2 separate regions of the Columba livia genome follow, and region 1 is linked to region 2. The links are chromatin contacts, called in public Hi-C maps. All regions are on one chromosome and are shown on one strand. Each heading gives the region's core, a stretch centred on a gene start, on an enhancer-like site or on the middle of the called end of the contact. The rest is flanking DNA. Distances are from core to core; before and after follow the strand shown. Region 1 overlaps LOC135579886 (a long non-coding RNA gene). Region 2 overlaps TRAF3IP1 (TRAF3 interacting protein 1).

The links. Hi-C and Micro-C count contacts between places; a contact is called where the count stands out from the background.
Region 1: a Hi-C map of crop shows a contact between it and region 2, with 4 times the contacts expected there. The contact joins two enhancer-like sites. A contact is called at or near these places in 2 of 2 Hi-C or Micro-C datasets (crop and liver).

Annotation. Positions count from the first base shown.
Region 1 is chr7:35,052,455-35,056,298 of bColLiv1.pat.W.v2, forward strand. It overlaps LOC135579886 (a long non-coding RNA gene), which reads right to left. Exons shown (of 11, transcript XR_010473763.1): 6 at 3,748-3,844. Among named protein-coding and RNA genes, the nearest start is that of ASB1, 77 kb to the left of the region's middle. Within about 2 kb of position 1,732, at least 2 of the 3 cell types and tissues checked have an H3K27ac peak away from gene starts, as active enhancers do.
Region 2 is chr7:34,945,140-34,948,967 of bColLiv1.pat.W.v2, forward strand. The region is part of intron 12 of TRAF3IP1 (TRAF3 interacting protein 1); the gene reads left to right. Among named protein-coding and RNA genes, the nearest start is that of ASB1, 30 kb to the right of the region's middle. Within about 2 kb of position 1,577, at least 1 of the 3 cell types and tissues checked has an H3K27ac peak away from gene starts, as active enhancers do.

The sequences.
Region 1 (3,844 bases), core at 482-2,981, 110 kb after region 2:
AGAAAGCAACAGAAAGTTGGAGGGAGCTGGCCAACAAACAGGAAAAAGACCAGCTATTCAAAGTAGTGATCACTGAGCTCTTCAGCACCAAAACATCAGCAACTACTGGCTCATTCCAGCCTTTCTTTGTCTCCCCTATCTCAGCCACAAAGTGTCATGCCCAGACATTAAACTTCTGTCGCTGGGGAATGTCTGACATTTCAGTGTTTGCTCTGTGCTTCAAAACAATGCAAAATCTTGAAATTCCAAATAAGGCTCCAGGACTATTGTCCAGAAAAGAAGAAAATTATGTAGAAATGTCAGAACTGATATGACTCGAAAGGCTAAAGTTCAGAACAGGAGCTGAAATTACTGCAAAATGCTTACTTTCAAGTCATTACATCAGCAAACCTAACGTCCCTGTCTTATGAAGAGAGTGCATGATCTCTACCTTGCTGGTGGCTGGCAGCAGAGAGACACCGGGGGGAAAGATCTCAATATAATTTCTCTATCATATTCCTCCAGGTAGCCCTCATAACTAGCTCGAAAGGAAATAAGGGCTAGCTGGACCATTTTATATTTTACAATTGTTGGATGCTCTTCTTTGGACCATGCAACCATGCCCCCAGATTAATGCTATTCCTGTGGACTCAGCCAAAAGTTGTTCCTAGTCTCCTGGGCATCGAGGTCCTTCTGAGAGCACAGCCACAATAAAGAAAAAGAGTCAGAGCTGCACTTGCCCCGAGGGAAGCTGAATTATGTTCTGAATTGATTTGAAACCAATCCAATCAAAAGAATGAAGCATTCCCCAATCAGGTCAAACTGACCAAAATGAAGTGTTTCATTTCAGGTCCGTCTCCCCCGAACCTTCAAAATAAAATAGAAAGAAAAAGAAATATAAAAAAGAACAACACTGCAGGTTTTCAGCACAATCACATTTCTTCACCAGGGGAAACAACAAATCTGTGGAAGTGGCAAGTTTCCTTGGAAAAATCTCTCTCATCAGCATTTCTCCACTCTGCACAACTTTCAAAAAGCCCATTGCTCTGATCTTGAGGCTTCCCAGGAATTATGGCTCAAGTGCCTCTTGTATCTGTCCCTAAGTCAAGTTCCCTGCTGAAAGGATGTTTCCCAAAATCCACTGCAACATGGTGTCCATCCTGCGATCACAACATACCTTGAAGAGGATTCCACCAAACACAGACCATCCATCCCATCGCTTTTCTAGTACTTGTCTTTCTGCAAAAAATAATGTATGTGTACACATACATCACAGGAGTGCGTGTAAAATCCCATTTTTTATTGCTAGAAAACACCACCCTCTTTGGGGATTATTGCTGCCTAGCAGGTGAAGAGCAGGACTTTCACAGCATCGAGACATTTTCTCTGTTATATGGGTCTGTGGACGAGTGCTGAAATTCAGCTGTGCTGAGCCAGGCATGCCAGCAATGCATGAGGGCCCTGAGAAAGAGGAGGAAAACCTACAGTGTTTTCCTCTTTCCTGAATGCACAGCTCAGCTTGCAGCATCGCCTTAATTTCTTTCCCATACTTGGTCTGACACTGACTGGAAAACGGTGCGGTTATTAGCCCCGTGCTCTTCGCAGCAAGCTGAAACACTGAAAAGCAATAAATTAGATTTTTCAGAGGATTTTTCTGAGAGCAGAAGACGTGAATTGCTAAACACCTGCCCCAAGAGCACCTAAGGATGCTCTAGGGAAACAGCAAAGAGAGCAGGTGAGAGAGGGCATCCGTCAGCACTCAGCCACCGAAGCACCTTTTCTCCTCCAAAAAGCCGTCTTTCAGCAAACCCCTTACAAGGGCTTTCTGTGCTGTACCAGCTAGCCAAGGAGTTGTGCAATTAGATGTCAAACATGTTTGGAGAACAAAGTGTGTAAACGGGATGTAATGCAATACTACGTGTTTATTTCTGAACATGAATCCAAGCAAATCCATCCATGACCACTTCGCAAGATGAATAAAAACTACCAGCTTCAGACGTCTTGCAGTATATTTCTTCTCTCTCCTCTTCCACTAAAGAACTGGGTTGAAATGTTTTTAATAAAACACACTTTTTTATATACATATATATATCAAAGTTCAAATAAATCTTTACTATAATCAGAAGAATGCAGAGAATTGTAAAAGTTTAGAAGGGGTCACTTCTGACCGGCCCCTACTCCATAAAGTACAGTTTGATGTCCTGTAGTTTATAGCCATACAAAAGCCCAGCTCTTCTGCATTCAGATTGGCTGTCAATGTTGTAATGATGTTTAACTGCTGACAAATGAATTACAGGTGGGGAGCGCATTGCCCATTTAAGACAAGGACTGCTTAAGTAAAAAAATCTGTCATGTTTATTTTGTTGCTTTTTTAAAAAATGTTTCTTTTTTAATTCCCTCAAGCAAATAGATTAAGGAACATCATAGCCTGTCAAGTAATGTATGTCTATAAAAACACCACATCTTTTTGATGCATCTATCATGTGCTGGAGAGGAGAGAGTGGGGTTTTCTTTCACTTGCAGTGGAGCTTCTTTTTATTTTTTTGCCACTAATTATGGAATTTCTCATTAAAATAACAAGAAGCATGTCTGGCTGGGATTCCAGCACATGTTTTCACTTTTGGAAACCAATGGGAACCGTATGCTTTCTGCCTTCTTCCATGTCCCATGCAGCAATAGCAGTGCCCAGCCCAGCACCAGCATCCATGTCCTGTTCCACCAGCCCCATGGCCAGGTGCCAGGAGAAGACACTGTCCCAAAGCAGAACCAGCTCACACCAGGCACAGGGCTGATGCCACCTTCGCCACTTAATTTGAAACTTTTAAACTTCACACTATTACCCAGGACCTGCTTTCTGTTTCTTTCTCCTCTTAGGCCTTTGTCCTCTCTTCCTCTCACTTCTTGTCCTGTTGCATTTTTTCTCATGGCAAAAACTAACTCATGCAGACCTGCAGCGCTTATTTATAAACACTCCTTGAATGCCAAAGCACCATGAACAATCATTTCCCTACAGTTCACAGGAACATTCAAAGCGCTCTGAAACATATTTTCGACATAACTCATCACTTTGAAGATGTGTCCAAGCTTTTGTTCCTGTTTATTGACAGGAAGTTGTTTTTCATTGCTCAAATCGGGAGGGGGACGGTGGGGAGGAGGAGGGGGGAAGAGGAGGAAGGGGGTTGCCAAGTGGTTGAAGCCGTGCCCTGCAAAACCCGACCCTGCATTCCTGGCAGGCATGCCGGCTTCCCCCAGCCACCCACCACCCAACCCCACTCTTCTCTGTCAAGGGGGAAAAAACATCACCAAAGCGTCAAAAGCGGTAAATGAGAGGAAGGATGGATGCGGGCAGGTGAGAACAGAGGAGAACCCCGATTATCCATCATATCTATGGAAGACAGGGTGTTTTTGGGGCACTCCTTGCCCCTGGAGAGCAGGGGTGAGGCACAAGCCCCCCCATTTCATCTCCCACAGGGAGGCAGTGCTGGGGAATGGGCCAGCACAGCAGGATCATCCCCGTTTGCAACTGAGAGGCTTCGGGGAAATGGTGACTCATGGCAGGGAGGAGCAGGGAAGGGGAAGCTGGCTCAATTACACCAGCTCGAGCGGCTCACAGAGGGGCTTGTTGGGCTACTCTCCATGGAGTTGGGCAAGAGGTCTTCCGGGTGGCCAGCTGAGGATGGGAGTCCTTCCAGACAGGGCCAAAGAGTGAGGGAGGAAATGTGGGAACTGGGCAGATGGTCATGGGAGAGGGTCAACACAGATGCCTACCTGCTTGCTGCTGCATGCCAGGAGAAAGAGTCAAGGACACCTAGGTCCAGCTTCAAGTCTCAGGCAATGTCTTCAGGGCATATCCTCTGCTGGCTTA
Region 2 (3,828 bases), core at 327-2,826:
TCTTCTTTTATTTTTTTTCCTAGTTTGGTTTTCCTGGGAGCCTTCTTTAGCCTATTATTGTTTTCCAGAACAAAGTCTGCTTTTTTCAGCCTTGCCGTAGGTGTAGTAGGGCACACTCTGCATTTGTACAGCTGCACCATTGTTGTTTCAGTCTCTGGGTGTTTAAAGAACAGTATCATACTGCTCAGCAATCATTATCATTGTCTTAAAAAAAAGGGATCTCTGGTGTTGTTAACCATATAAAGTATTTTTGTATCACCAAATATTTCCCTCATAACATCCTAGCACACCCCAGCATTCAGGTCTGAGTATATGAAGTGATTTGATTTTATTTGATTTTTTCCCACTATCAATGGTTTGGAATGGGAAGGTTTTGTTGGTTTTGGCTTTTTGTGTTGCTTCAGTTTTTTTTGTTTTATTTTGATCTCTTAGACCCCTCGGTCAGTTGCCAAGGGGAGATGCTCTGGAGCCAACCTCATCCACATTGGAGCAGCTGTCTGAAAACAGTAGTGACTTTTGAACCCTTGACCACTTGACTGTCTCTCTTGGCTTTATCAACTGTAGTAATTTGCAATGAGTAATGATATTATGAAAGCTTATGAGGAAAGTGTACAACAAAAAAAATAAATGTCCCTAAGGAACTAAAGCCATGGTGGCCAGCAGACTGTTTTGAAAACTCAGTTTGACCTTATAATCGCCTCTACAATCTGCAGCAAAAGTGACACAGTGTTAACTTTTAGGATTGGAATTTTGGACGGATAAAATCAACAATTCTCTTCTCTGAAACAGAGATACTACCATATACTTTTGTGTACAGTGGTAATGGGTTGTGCTGCCATACAGACAAGCATTTTCATTTCTTCCCCAGCAAACTGAGAAAGTTGGGATGGCAGATCAGACCCTAGCGGGAGTATCTTCCCATCCAAAGTTTGGGATTATCTGAGATCCGGGCCCGCTTGGCTGGAAGAAAATTCTTTCCAGGGCTGAGATTATAGAAAGAAATGAATTAGTAAAATAGGAAAATACCTTTAGTTTTCCTGTTCACGATCTGTTATGAATAATTACAGATTTATCCAACTTGCTGAATTATATACTGTTTACTACAAATGTGCGACTTGTAACGTCTGTGTACTGATCATTGAAACACTGTTGGCTATTTCTAATTAATGTGTCTGATGTGAAAATTCACCTGCTTGAATAAGTTCTGTCTTTATATAACTGCTCGAAGAAAAGGAAGGTTAAAATTATGTTGCTGTTTATGTAGTAGCTCTAAAGGTGGTTACTGGAATGTGTGTTCAGCTGGCACTTGCGAGAAAAGGAGATCCAGCTGTTCCTGGTTTTGTAACTAGGTGGTGCTGTTGAATCAGTCTCAAGACTAAGTGTTGGGACAGCATTAGTTGTTCATTTAATAATGCCTTCCACCACTACATAATTGTGCTGTAGGCTGTACTGTTTGGTCTTGTATCCTGTCAGCTCAAGCACTGGACATAGAAAGGGACAATGAGGGAGCGTTTACAAAACCACATGGATTTTATGCTCAGGAAGCTTCCTCTGGTGTTTGTGCTAAATTTTCTGGGGCTTTTTCTGAATAAGACTAAATGATTCCCTTTTAACCCTTAGATTTTTTTAAAATGCATGCAGACAATTGCGTCCTCCTACAATAACCATTTAGTCCCGTTGCCTGTTTTCAGTCTAAAACATTCATTCAGTCCTTGTTTGTCTTTTGTTGCATCTTTTGAAGCATTGACCTGCGTTAGCAGCACTGATAATAGACAACTAATTCTGGAAAAAAACGTGCTGACTTCCTGGTCCATCACGTGAAAACTTGCATGCAGCGCTGAGCTCCTGGAATATCATCTGATCTCCTATCCAAGCAGCTGGCTGCAAGTGCGCTAGGTTTCTTTGCTGCTACTGCTTTTCAAATTATTTTGAAGAAGGTGCTGTGATCCAGAGAGGAGAAGCTTAGTTCTCCTGACAGCAGAGAGAAAAAAAAATCAATGGAAAAGAGGATTAGAAATGCTCAGCGTTAGTGACTGGGACTTGACAGATGTAGTACAGAAAACACCAGCTGGAGACATTACTGAATCCTGGAAATTTATTTTACAGGGTAGAGACACTATGATGCGGGAGACAGTAAAAAATACATTGCCAACGTGGTGTTGCCTCTGGGAATATTTCAGGGACCAGATATGCAGAGGGTGGCAGGTAGGGGTCTGGCGTGCTCGTGTGACCTGTGAGCATGGCTCATCTCTGAGGGATGTTCCTAACACCATGAAGAAGAAAGCGGCAGGATTTTTTTCTTGCAAGACTGCAGACCAGCAGTTTTGGGGAGGAACAGTTACAGGTCTGTGGAATCTTTTTGGAGAGAGGCAGCAAAAGTAATTAAAAAAGAAGGAAGAGTTTCAAATGGTTTATTCCAGCCAAGTGGTCTCCAAGTGGAACCACGTCCTGTTGTGTTGGTGGGACTGTGAGAGCGGGTCGGTGAACTCTGTGTTGTGTTCAAGTGGCCGTAGGTTCTGTGCCAGGTCTGGCTCTGCAGTCTGCTGGGAAGCAGCATCCGTCTGACATTTGACCATTTCTCCCCAGACTGTCAGCTCTTTTATTTAATTTGTTTTCCATCAAACTCTCCAGAAGAAATATCTTCTACACCAGTGTGCAACTGTATTCCAAAACATTATGCATTGGAGAGTGGTATGGAGTTGTACTTCTTTATTCTGGAGTAAGATAACCAAAAGTACAGTGAAAACGTGAAAGAATTCTTGTTTTGGGAAATCACATGTGGTGAAATGACAGTCATCCTTGTGTCTGTCAGTGAGAATGTTCATCTTTCCTTGTTTCATTAGACTATTCAATACATACAAAATGAATGAAATATTTTCCTAGTTATATTCATTAGTCTTTAAAGTCTTGTTCTTCTGCCAGTTGGGCAGAAAAATCAGTTTGTAGTCTGAGTGCTGGAACTTTTAGCTAATACTTTATTAAGTCAAATATTCAGCAATAAACTGATTAATGGATCTACCTGATTTATTATGGATTAATCAACTAGAAATTAGGTGAAGTTGGTGAATTAATACTTAATCCAGAGGTAACACTGGTGAACTCTTGGGGATGTTTCACGCCTTTACTTCTAACTGCTGAGGAGCATTTGTTTGTGTTAAAAGCATTCCTCTGAAACCTGGTATGTGCTGCATTTCCCAAACATGCATTTGCTTTTTAAGAAGTTTTATAAAGAAAAAGAAGAGAAAAGAAGAGTGAGAGTTTCATAATGTAGGTTTTGCATGTGCAGAAACTTAAAATAATATACATAATTTTCAGGTCAAACAAAGAGGTCATTCTGGAAATACACAAGATTTTTGCTGTCTTGATTAGCTGTGTTCAGCCTAACAAATTCCTAAAAAGACTTCCTAAATGTATTTGTTTAGAATGTAACCCTCTAATGTTAAACAGAGAAAGAAACAGATGTTACATTTTGTATTCCACTTCATTTATTTGATGTGTGGAAAATGTAGGCAGGTTATTAAATAGGTTAAGCAAGTGGGATCACAGAATTCCCATCTTTGCCCTACCAAATACAGTTCACAGGCTTCAGAAAAGAGGCAGCTCTGAGGTTTCTGCAGGGAACAAGTGATATTGAATAGCTTAGCACCTGGATAATATTAATGTTAATTACAAATGTGATAAATTAAGTATGCACTTCTAAGCTTAGAACAAATACAATCGTTGCTGATTCTGTTTGTTTAAAGTTCCTCAGGCCGCTGATTTTTTTACATTAATCCATCAGCTGCACGACATTGGGTGTCACCTCCAGTCAGTGCAATTAGTAATGTG